3 separate regions of the Sus scrofa genome follow, and regions 1 and 3 are each linked to region 2. The links are chromatin contacts, called in public HiChIP or PLAC-seq maps. All regions are on one chromosome and are shown on one strand. Each heading gives the region's core, a stretch centred on a gene start, on an enhancer-like site or on the middle of the called end of the contact. The rest is flanking DNA. Distances are from core to core; before and after follow the strand shown.

The links. HiChIP or PLAC-seq counts read pairs in DNA pulled down with a chosen protein or histone mark.
Region 1: an H3K27ac HiChIP or PLAC-seq map of alveolar macrophages shows a contact between it and region 2. The contact joins the promoter of TMEM101 here to the promoter of TMUB2 in region 2. A contact is called at or near these places in 3 of 5 promoter capture datasets (fetal liver, fetal skeletal muscle and liver), 3 of 47 Hi-C or Micro-C datasets (alveolar macrophages, liver and skeletal muscle) and 1 of 2 datasets of contacts at active chromatin or transcription factors (alveolar macrophages).
Region 3: an H3K27ac HiChIP or PLAC-seq map of alveolar macrophages shows a contact between it and region 2. The contact joins the promoter of MPP2 here to the promoter of TMUB2 in region 2. A contact is called at or near these places in 1 of 47 Hi-C or Micro-C datasets (heart right ventricle) and 1 of 2 datasets of contacts at active chromatin or transcription factors (alveolar macrophages).

Annotation. Positions count from the first base shown.
Region 1 is chr12:19,164,100-19,168,185 of Sscrofa11.1, forward strand. It overlaps TMEM101 (transmembrane protein 101), which reads left to right and starts at 1,534. Exons shown (of 4, transcript NM_001244685.1): 1 at 1,534-1,676; 2 at 1,998-2,178; 3 at 3,018-3,164; 4 at 3,887-4,086. The coding sequence starts at 1,540.
Region 2 is chr12:19,022,055-19,026,312 of Sscrofa11.1, forward strand. It overlaps TMUB2 (transmembrane and ubiquitin-like domain-containing protein 2), which reads right to left and starts at 2,171. Exons shown (of 3, transcript XM_021066887.1): 1 at 2,029-2,171.
Region 3 is chr12:19,237,601-19,241,294 of Sscrofa11.1, forward strand. It overlaps MPP2 (MAGUK p55 subfamily member 2), which reads left to right and starts at 1,957. Exons shown (of 13, transcript XM_021066901.1): 1 at 1,957-2,102.

The sequences.
Region 1 (4,086 bases), core at 284-2,783, 140 kb after region 2:
ATAATATGATCATATAATTAGAACACAAGCAAATATAAATATAGTTTCATGATATAATAGTTTATATGTTACATATAAATTATATATATATATATATATTTTTTTTTTTTTTTCTTTTTTGGCTGCACCCTTGGAAGTTCTTTGGGCCAGGGATCAAATCCAAGCCGAAGCTGTGACCTGCATCACAGCTGTGGCAATGCCTGAGTTTAACCCACCGTGCCACAGCAGGAACTCCCATGATGGTGAATTTTAAATTCACATTGTCAGAAATGTTATTTGGACACCAGCCCTCTTCCCTTCACTACCCCCAGGGAAATGGAAACAGATTTCCCAAATTAAAAGGCCTAATGGAAGTACTTGTAGTCTTAACTTCAGTATTAGAAGATGAATTTATATGTTGCAGGGTGGGGGTGGAGGAAGATAGGTAGGGGTAGCGTTGTGGTGGCAATCCCAGAGTGCCCAGAACTTTTGCTTATTTATTCAACACATAATTACTGAGACAAAACGTAGTGGTAACACCTTGTGTTTATTTATCTATGCAGCACACAATTCATGAATGCATCTTCCTAGGCCCTGAGGATATAATAGTAAAAAAAGGAGATGTTATCCTTGCCCTCATGGAGCTCACAATCTAGTGTTAATCTAGTCATTAACAAACAAAAAAATCACAAGTATATAATTGCCAATATATCAAGTGAATCAAAGGAAGGGTGCCTGATGGTTATGAGAACATAAAATGGGCGAGCCGAGGCGTTCCCCCTGTGGCCTAGTAGGTTAAGGACCTGGTGTTTCTGCAAAAGCGGGCGCAGCACCCCTGGCCCAGGAAATTCCGTATGCTGCTGGGTGTGGCCCTAGAAAGAGGAAAAAAGAAAAAGCAAAACACCGAGGAGCTGAAAACAAAGAAGTGGGGAAGACCGGTGGAAGCCTACTGCAGTTAAACTGACAAAAGGTGGTGGTTTGGGCTAGAGTGGGAGCACCGAGCTGGAGAAAAACACACTGATTGAGATGTCTCATGTCCACATCAGCGCGCTCTCTTCTCTCAGGGGACAGCAGAAGTGCAGACCAGGGCCAGACTTCTCAGGAGTGGCTCTTAGAAGACCCTCCTACTTTGAACTTAAGCAGAAGCAGAGGGTTTCCTCTGGTGTGGGGGTTGTGTGTGTGTGTGTACACTATTGAACCCGCCATGTGCTAGGACCAGCACTGTCCCCCTTTCCCAGATATATCTTGTGAAGTGTAAGGCGATAGGGTTGGAGCCCAGGTTTAGATGCATTCAAAAGTTAGTTCGTTTACTGTTCCTTTTTCTACTCTAATTTTCAATTTTACAGCTACACGAAGGGGCCCTTAAGCCTCAGTGGGCAGAAGTTAAGGCTGAACCCCGCAGCTAGAACACTTCCCTCGGTCCAGAACTAGAGAAAGAGAGCTTTGTTTCCCGACGGAAGGGGAAAAAAAACCCTCGCGAGGCCCGGAAGTTGCGCGTTGCATTGCCCTCACCCACCTCCCTGGCCGGGGTGAGGCCGCGGCGGACTGCCCTTCTTCAAGATGGCGTCGAAGATGGGTTCGCGACGGTGGATGCTGCAGCTGATCATGCAGCTGGGTTCCGTGTTGCTCACACGCTGCCCCTTCTGGGGCTGCTTCAGCCAGCTCATGCTGTACGCTGAGAGGGCCGAGGCGCGCCGGTGAGCGGCTCCGCGCGGTCGCTGAACGTGGTGGGGGCTGTCCGGCCCGTCTCAGGAACGGGGGTGCGGTGAGGTGGGGAAGAAGTCGGGGCCCAGAAAGTTGGGACGCTTGTACTGGGGGGGATTTGGGGCCTCAAACTTGTTAGGGACTCTGGTCTGGAGCAAGGTGGGTAGCGAGGGTAGTGCGGGGTCCTAGCCATGAGGGGGGCTCTGGTTTGGGGAAGCAGTGGAGCTTGCGGGAGCTCAGGGTGTCCCGAGGCTCTTCCCGCTTCATTCTTTGCTTCATTCTGTCCTTGTTCCTTCCCACCTCCCGGCTCACAGGAAGCCCGACATCCCAGTGCCCTACCTGTACTTCGACATGGGGGCGGCCGTGCTGTGCGCTAGCTTCATGTCCTTTGGAGTGAAGCGGCGCTGGTTCGCGCTGGGAGCCGCACTCCAGCTGGCCGTTAGCACCTACGCCGCCTACATCGGGGGCTACGTCCACTACGGGGACTGGCTGAAGGTGAGCACCTCGGCCCTAGATGGGACCTCGCTGGGATGACGAGGAGCCAGTGCCCGGCACAGTTGGGTGAAGCCTGAGAAGGCGGAACCCCAGGCTTGTAGAGATTATCACAGATCGCAGAACAGAAGGATTTAGAGACCACACAAGCCTGCCTTTCAAAGTGTGGAAACTGAGGTCCAGAGGTGGGAAACAGACTTTCCCAAAGTTACACCACAGTTGGCATTACATTTACATTTAAATCCTTGGTTTAGGATGTAGTCTGTTATCTCAGACTCATAGGACAAAAAGGACCTTTGAAATATCTGATCTGACCATCTGATTTTATGAAATTTAATTAATCCTAGGGCAGCATTTAAGCCTGTAAATGCCAGAACCTGTGCTAGGCACTACATGCTTGGAGAAAAGCCTGGACTAAGGCACTACCCTCAAGGAATGGACTGTCAGTCCAGTAGGGGAGGCAGATGTGTGAATAGCTGCAGGACAGTGAGATCAGTGGTTACTTTGTGGAACAGACTATACTGTACACCAGAAAGAACACTGGGATTCAAGGGAGCAGAACTGGGGTGGGGAGGGGGGGCAATGCTTGGCATCTGGGTTCTGCCGCTTACTTTGTGTAGGACCTTGGACGACTTTATTAACCCTTCAGGGCCTCACTTTTCACTTCTGATAAAAAGAGTTATCTATCTCTGCTCTACCTGCCCACCACACTTGGAAATGCTAAGAGGGTTCATCACGTGGAGTGGGATGCTTCGAGATGGGCAGGCAGTTCTGCGCTGCGGGCAGCCAGCAGACCTGTGGTGGCTTCAGTTCCTGACTGGGGTCCCCTCGCCTCGGCCTAGGTCCGCATGTACTCGCGCACAGTTGCCATCATCGGCGGCTTTCTTGTGCTGGCCAGCGGCGCCGGGGAGCTGTACCGTCGGAAACCCCGCAGCCGTTCCCTTCAGTCCACCGGCCAGGTCTTCCTGGGCATCTACCTCATCTGCGTGGTAGGTTGGGGGAACGGTTGACTGGAGATGCTTGACGGAGTGAGCTGTGAGCCTGAGCCTGGCAGAATGCAGGGAGGTGGGCAGGATGAGGCCTCGCATGCAGTTCCTGATGACCTGGCTCCTGGCAGTTGCCCTGACCAGCTTCTGAGCCTTGGGGGACCTTCAAGAGACTGAGGGCTGGCTCAGAGTCCCTTCTTCCAACATGATGGCCACCCGGGAGAGGAGAGGGTGGATCGACCATTCAGTCCTAAGCCTGAGAGCCAGGATAGCAAGATGGCCTGCTCCTCTCACGGTTTCAGCCCCCAGAGGATTGGGAGAGGGGACAGAGGGGAGGTTTGGAGCTGATGGGGCTGCCTGGCAGAACCGGTTATATCCTGGGTGCTAGGGGAGGCCGGGGTGGATGGGGACGTGGACAGGCCCTGGGTCACTTGGCTTCATCTTAGTTCCTGGGCACCATCTCCCATGTGCAGGGTTCTGTGTTCAGAGGTGAGAGTCCTGGTCTGACTGTGGAACCTCTTCCTTTCCGAGCCCGCAGGGTGGGGAGACACAGAGGCCCCAGCCTCATGGTGTTCCCTAGCCTGAGGGAGAGACACAGAAAGCCCCCTGGGCAGAGGAGGGAGTTAGAAGCTCACCCTGTAGGTGCTGGCTTGTGTCTCGGGGAGGCCTTCCCCGGACAAGCTGCTTGGCCTGTTGGAGAGCCTCAGAGGGCGCTGTGTCTCTAGGCCTACTCCCTGCAGCACAGCAAGGAGGACCGGCTGGCGTATCTGAACCATCTCCCAGGAGGGGAGCTGATGATCCAGCTCTTCTTCGTGCTGTATGGCGTCCTGGCGCTGGCCTTCCTGTCAGGCTACTACGTGACCCTGGCTGCCCAGATCTTGGCTGTACTACTGCCCCCGGTCATGCTGCTCATTGATGGCAATGT
Region 2 (4,258 bases), core at 921-3,420:
ACCCAAGGCTACAGACTTAGCCTTTGCCTCCACTGTGAAAGGCTGACTTTCAGACTCCACACCCTTCCTGTCTCACATTCCAACCCCCCAATGAGCATGGGTCATCAAGGAAAGCTTACAGTTTCATTGTTGCTGCTACTGCTACTGTTTGTTGCTTTTTGACAGGTAGGGAAGACACTGGCTTCTTTGAGACCTAAGTTTCTCTAGGATTTCTACCACTCGGTAAAACAACGACGACACCTCCCTGGCAAAAGGCCTCCAAGGCAGCTTCAGAGAGACTAAAGAAGCCTGGAATATTTTACTTGGGGGTCCTTTTGGGAGGCACAGCACGGCCACTCTGGCCAGGTTATCTCATTTGAACCCAATCTCATTCATGGTCATGGATTTAGGTCCAGCTGTTAAGAGCCGAAGAAAATTAATCTATCATCAAAAGCAAAGCCAGGAGTTCCCACTCTGGCACAAGAGGATCGGCAGTGTCTCTGCGGTGCCAGGATGTAGGTTCGATCCCTGGGCCGACTGGGCCGGAACAGTGGTTAAGGATCCGGTGTTGCCATAGCTGCGGCGTAGGTGGCAACTGTGGCTGGGATCTGAGCCCTGGCTCGGGAACTCCTCCATATGCCTTGGGGCAACCAAAAAAGAAAAAAAAGCAAAGTGAGACCACCTCAAAGGGACAACTCTGTAGGGGCCATCACTAGACCCTATGCAGCAGACACTGTGTCTGCCTCCTCTTGAAATTCTCCTGGCAGTGAAGCAGGACACACACACAGAAACACCACCCTCCTGGGTTACCACAGGCTCACAACTACAAAACCGCTACCTGCGTGGAACTAATTTGGACAAGATTCCAAATGGCTCTCACAATCCATTTTGCAATCTTTCTTCTTGTAAGGTGGCCTCCTCCCTTGGCAGTGTCTTAGAAAGGCAGTAAGGATCTCTATTGCTCCTTGGAGTCCCTACTCTTTCCCTTTGAGATCTGCTGCTTTCATAGCTGTCCCTGGGCAAATCCCATCTAATGACTGTCGTTACCAGCCTGTTCTCACAGCATCTATAAAACTTCATTATACTTATCTACCTGTCCATCTCTCTACCAGACTCCTGGAAGACAAGGATCACATGTATTTTTCTGTGTCTCATAGAGCCCAACATAATCCCATAGCAGTTGCTCAAAGAATATCTGTGGAATATATCAACATCTGAATAATTTCCAATAGTACATGGGCCTTGGAGTCAGAAAACAAATAAACAAACCCAAACTACAAACCCCGTCTTGCCTCTTACTAGCTCTGTAACCTTAAATTCCTCGGGGCCTCAGCGTTCTCATCGGTAAAATGGGATTAAAAATAGTACCTACCTCATAAGGTCGTTTTGAAGATGAGGAGAGATCATCGAAGCAAAATACTTAGCACAGTGCCCAGCACATTGCAATTGTTCAGTAACAAATAGTAGCAATCATTTATCACTCTCACAACTAACCCCTGATGGTAAGGTTAATATCATTAACCCTGACTTACAGAAAAGAAAACTGCGGCGAATAGAGGCAAACACGACTGGCACAGGCACAGGGAACTTTTGTGGGAGGGGCCGGGCAAGACCCCAGGTCTCCCTCGGCGGAGGCCTTTGCTCTCTCCTCAATCTGTGAGCGACCCTTGATGGCGCGGTGAGGAAGGGTCCCCGATCCTGCCTATCTGAAGCGAAGGCTCCGCGTTTGGGCGGTCCTATTCCCGCGACGCTGGGGAGGGGTCCGTAGGTCCAGCCGAGCCGAAAGGCTGTCTATTCCCCGCCACAGTTCCCAGACCCAGTTCTTCCGGCCCAAGAGGGGTAAGGGAGGGTGAGGGGGTCACAAACCATCCACACCCCTCAAACTTCGGGGCGGGGCCGGGGAACTGGGGGCGGGGCTTGAGTACGCGGGGGAACATGGGAAATTAAAGGGGGACTGGACCGGTACCGCACCTGGATAAGGAAGGAGGTCCTCACCTGAAACGGCCAAACTAAGTGTTTTGACTTCGTCAAGACGGCCCATGGACTCACCTTTCTTTAGGGAATCGGGGAGGGGGCTGACTAGCCCCAATTCTGTTCAGGGTCCAGTCTCTTCCGGCTTCTCCCGGAAGCTGTTAGAACCAGAGACAGGAAGTTCCGCCTCTGCGCCTTGCACTGATGACGAAAAGCTACGTAAAGCGGGCTGACGTAAACGTATTCTTTAAATAAAAGGGACAGGTTTCTCGGCGGAAGGAGGGGCGGAGTCGTTGTTGGCGGGATCCTGGCCCTCCCGGGGCCGAGCCACGCCTGGTGGGCGGGGCCTAAAGAGCTAGGGGTGAGGAGTGGGCCCTGGAGGGAATTAGGGGAGGTGCTTGGGTAAGGGGCGTGGCTCCGCGTCTGGACGTCAAAGCTGGATGGCACCTCTGGGCAATCTAGAGCTACCCTTTCCTCTTTCGCAGCTTTCTCTATCCGGTCTTGCTCCCAACTTCCCAGACTGATTGGACTTATTACTGTCCAACAACGCGCACTGAGCTCTGGGTTAGCGGAATCAGCAGGCACTGGTCTTTCTGAGCGCCACGAGTTCAAATCAGGGCTCAGTCGGGAGCCAGGCGAGGAGACGATTTAGTAACCAACCATTCGGTGTTTCGAGATTGCGGCTCCAGATAGTGTGGCACCTTGGTAAATAAGGTGAGAAAGCATTTCAAAGAAGGCACTGATTTTTTTTCTAGGCTTGGGGTACAGGAATGGCAAGAGCCCCCAAAAAGACAGGTTTAATTTACAAGAATTTATCTGGATTTTTGCAATTAAATTTTGTTCTAAAGAGGTTCTGTGGTTTTTGCTGTTTTCCGGAGCTGCCTATGTGACCTACACCACAATTCACAGGAACAACAGATCCTTAACCCACTGAGTGATGCCAGGGATCGAACCTGCAACCTCTGGGTTGCTAGTCGGATTTGTTTCCAATGCTCCAGGATGGGAACTCCATAAGTGTTATCTTTTGTTGTTGTTTTGTTTTGTTTTTAGGGCCACCTTCGTGGCATACGGAGGTTCCCAGGCACTAGGGGTGGAATTGGAGCTGTAGCTGTGGCCTATACCACAGACCCAGGATCCCAGGATCTGAGCCTCATCTGCGACCTACACCACAGCTCCTGGCAACACAGGGTCCTTAACCCACTGCGAAAGACCAGGGATCGAACTGGCTTCCTCATGGATACTAGTCGTGTTCATTAACCACTGAGCCACGAAGGGAACTACTCTGGTGAACTATGGATTGAAGAAGTATAAATAATGCAGATGGTCAAGCTAAAAAGCGAAAAGCTCAATAGTTTTCACCACAGAACAGACCAGGGGAACCAGGTCTTAAGAAATAAAAAGATACCCCAAAACCTCCCTTCAGTCCTCTTCCAGCCACTATCTTCCAAAGAGAAGTCACTATTGGAGCGGAAACAAACCAACTAGGAACCATGAGGTTGTGGGTTTGATCCCCTGCTTTCAATTCTTTTGTCTGACTTCTTTTGATTAACATTGTGTTTGTGAAATAAATGGTGCAGTTTTAATTTCTGCATAAATGTGCCTTTTGGGTTTAAAGTGTAGTTTTCTTTCTTTCTTTTTCTTTCTTTCTTTTTTTTTTTTTTTTTTTTTTTGACTGCCCCCTGGTAGATGGAGTTCCCAGGCCAGAGATGAGATCCAAGCCAAAATCTCCACCTTCACCACAGCTGTGGCAGTGCCAGACCCTTAACCCACTGTGCCAGGCTGGGGATCAAACCTGTGTCCCAGTGCTGCAGAGACACTGCCAATCCCATTGCAATACAGTAGGAACTCCAAGTTTGGTATTTTTATTTTGATGAACACGAGAGAGAGCAGGGCATCAGGCTCAGTTAAAGAAAATTTTCAAGAATGAGTACAGATTTACCAAGCAAATTTCCAAACAGAGAGAAGAGCAGTTTCAGGGGCTCTCAATGAATATTTGAGCACTGAGTTGGACTTCCCACCATGGCTCAGCAGAAACGAATCTGATAGTATTCATGATCCCTGGCCTTGCTCAGTGGGTTAAGGATCCAGCGTTGCCATGAGCTGTGGTAAATGTTGCATACGATGCCTGGATCCCAAGTTGCTGTGGCTGCGGTGTAGGCTGGCAGCAACAGCTCCAATTCCACCCCTAGCCTGGGAACCTCCATATGATGAAGATGCGGCCCTAAAAAGACCAAAAAAAAAAAAAAAAGCTCTGAGTTGAACCATTAGTAATGCTTTTGAGAGTTTATTATGTGCCAGGCACTGTGCT
Region 3 (3,694 bases), core at 707-3,206, 220 kb after region 2:
AAAGGGAAAGAACTCTCCCCCTCACTCTCTCTCACTCCCCCTTTCTCCCCCCACTGCCCCATCCTACCTGCCGAAGGGACAGTCCCTAACTTCCATGGGCTGCATTGTGGATCCCTCAAATCTGCTTCCTGTCCCAGTTACTCTGTTTCCCACCTGTAGCACCCTCGTTCCTTTGGGGTCCTGCTTAGCACTTTTGCTGCACTTCAGTTATGACATTCAGTTATACTACCAGAAAGTACTTTTTGTGTCTGACACCTCCACTCCTGGACCTCAACCTTTAGGAATCACTGAAGCTGGCACCAAAGCTGGTATCTGACTCAGTATCACTGAAGCAGGCACCCTATCTGGAACAGAATAAGAGCATCCTACTCTGCATCGGGAAATGTTTCTCTCTTCTCTGTAACCTCATGGGCTTATTGTGAGGATCAAGCAATTTGTCAGTTGTAAGGTCCTGAACACATGCAAGGGACGGGCATTCTATAAGGTCCTTTTGGAGAGATGCCTGTTGACTGACTAAAGAGAAAGCCAACTTGTAAGAGTAATGAATTGGGCTCCACGTTTCTAGTGGGCCAAAATCTGGGCTCCCATCTTGTCTTGGGGATCTTGATTGAAATTGAGTCTGCTGTGGGTTGCTATGGGATAATAGTTGCCTGATTGAGAAAAGTAATTAATACTTTGCAATGATTCAAGATCTTTCCACTTCCCAACCAAATGCAAATGGCCAAGTGATTCACTGCCCAGAGGTGGACAGGTGAGAGTGGAGGGTAATGCTCATAGTGGGAAGGGGAAATCTGAAGTTGAATTAGGAAGATCTTCTGGCTTGAAGGCAGAGAAGAGGGCTGGAAGCTGTGCTGGAACAAGCCTCTTTGGGAGGTTATGGAAGCCTGCATTTCCAGCCTCTGCCATCTGGGGTTGCTAACTAACTTTCTTCAGTAAGAGGTGGGCGAGCATTGCAAAATATCAGGGCTTTCAGTAGTTTGGCTTTGTTCTGTGGCTTTCCCCCTTACCTCTACCCAAACCTATGCTCTCTGGAGCTCTGGGGCTCGCTGAGTGTCCTGAGACCCGGGGACCAATCCCCTGCTTCCAGGATGAATTTCCCAGTCAAACCCATTTCTGAGATTTCCAAGCAAGTTTGCAGGATGCTGTCCTTTCCTGATCTTAGGAGCCCTGCATATTCTAGAGCGCAACTGGAAGGGCTGGGGTGGGGCACCGCAGCCAGAGTAATATCACCGCTGGCCCCGAAGTCTCTTCGCACTTAGTGAAGGGTGGTCTCCTGTCTGAGTCGTCAGTATTCCGAAGCCGTAGCAGTATCTCTTCTATGCTCAGATCTTCGGCTGCACGTGCAACAAGGTTTAAAAATTTTTTTCATTTCTTGAAATGGTACTCTGAGGGATAGCGAGTGCCTTCGTTCTGCGCTCCATAGACAGGAGTATAGATAAGCTCTCCCTTCCAGTCTTCAAATAGAGTCTTCAACCTTTTCGTGAGGACACCCCCCCTTTTTTTCTTTCTTTTCTTTTTTTGCAAATTCGCCTAGAGATTCTGGGATCCAGGCATTCACCGCTGAGTCCTTAAAAGCTGCCCGTGGGACGGAGGCCCTATGGGAGTGGGTCTTTTGCTACTTGGGGGTCTCCCTAAACTCCTCCTTTTCCCTTTTCTCATTGGGAAACTGGATAATGAGGAAAGCCGAGGCACCCCGGGGACTGGTCCTCGGATCTAAGCTGAGAGAAGGGGCGGGTAATCTTTCAGCATCGCCCTTTTAAGGGATTGCTGTGAGTCGAGGGATGCTAGTGGCTACAGGTCCCAGTCTTTGCTTTCTTGAGTGGGAAGCGCGTGTGTGTTGGGGTGGGTGGTCGTGATCTGTGCAGTGTCTCCCAAACCACCACTTCCCCGCCCACCCACTAGCTGCTTGAAAAGCCTGCTTACCTCCAGGTCGTCCCACTGCGTCTATACCCGCCTCCCCTTCTCTCCAGTCTCGGTCTCCGCCCCCTCGCTCACTGGAGGCCTCGCCGCTTTAAGAGCCGGGGTAGCGATTGACAAGCAATAAACGCGGAGCGCCGGGCTGTGCTGGAGCCACCCCGAGCTAGGGGCCTCCAGGGGCTCAGGTAGGCGCCCCCTCGGCCCCAGGACAGCACCCATCCCAGGGCCCTGTCTCCTCTTCGTTCTGGCGCAGCACCTAGGGCCCTTTCTCCGCATCTCATCTCCCTTGGTCTCTATGCTCAGGGCCATCGCCTGCATCTCCACCAACCGCCCCCACCCCCTTTTCTAGGGTCCGTCTAGAGAGAGACCAAACCCCGCTGCCCACTGACGCTGCCCATCCCCGCCCCCGCGGTGAGGGCTCCAAAGTGACGTCAGGCACAGAGCGGGTGAGCTGTTCGGGGCGCTGGTGTCCGTGCGGCCTCTCCAGGGGCTGTGCGGATTCTGGGGACTTCAGAGCCAGGCATTACGTAAGAATCGCGCTGTTAGCTCTTCCAGGGGTGGGGGCGCAAGACAGAGATTATGTGGGTCCCCGTGGCTCCCCGGCCACCTTAGGAGACCAACACCTCAATCCTTCCTGGGAGGGGGTCCTGGGAAGGGGGTGTGCTGCTGCTTCCGCCTCTCAGGTTGTAGAGGGGGCGGGTCTGGGGCGGGGCCAAGGCTAAGATCTGGGGACCTGGGAAGGGATCGGTGCCAGGACCGAGGAGCCAGGGCCAGGAAAGTTAGGTCAACTGGGGCGGGGGCCGGGGGAGAGTGAGGACGGGGCGGGGTGGGGGCAGCCATGCAGTGACCTCATCCCTGGTCTCCAGCGGGCGCTCAAGCAAAGAGCCTTCTTTGATGGCTCGCAACACACCCCCTCCCTCTAGGTCCTAGCGCCCAACGTGTTAGTGCTGGACCCTGGGCCGGGGCGCTCTGATTCTCAGTGCATGCTGGCCCCCGCGACCACTTAGGCCCCCATCCCTCAGTCTGTCTACGCCTCCCCACGACCTGTCGGTCTGCAAAGCGCCTTTGTCAGACCTTTCTTCTCTACATCTCTTTGTACGTGTGTTGATGGAGCTTGGAGGAAACCTCCCCCTTTCCCGGTGGGCCCGCATCATCTAGCAACCCTGAACGAAGTGGAGAGCCTGGAGGTAGGGGTGAGGGGGCACAGGGCTCAGGCTTCAGGAAGCCGAGTTGCGGGTTCCCAGATGCCTGGGCTCCTGACCTTGGCTCGGAGCCAGGCTGGCTTGCCTGGCACTTCTGTTCTCCTGTGGGCACAGCCGGACCCCGCCTTCTTCAAGGCTTGGGTGGGGGTGGGGCAGAGCTAGCCTATGTCGTGGGAACCGACTCCCCAGGGAGAAAACCCAGGCTGGCTGGGCAAGACTTCTGGGGACAGGACCTCCCTGCCCCTTCCCATTCTCCAACCTCTGGGGAAGGAGGACATCTGGAATTCTCTTTGCCAGTAACTGTCAGAGAGAGTAGCGCCAGCCAGGAGAAGGCTCTAGGTTCCAGGTCCTCAGAACCTGAGAGGGGGGAGGAAGGGATCCCTCCGCGACGCTCTCTAGGAATAGGGACAACAGGAGTTGGCATCCGGGGCACTACCTGGCACAGTGGATCCTGGGCACTGCTCCAGCCTGGGTGCCAGCCTGACGGGGGGGGGGTGCCCTTCCTCTCCGAAGCTTCTTTCCTCCTTGTCCTGAGGAGGCAGACCCAGCAGGAAGGGGAGCCATCCTTTCACCTT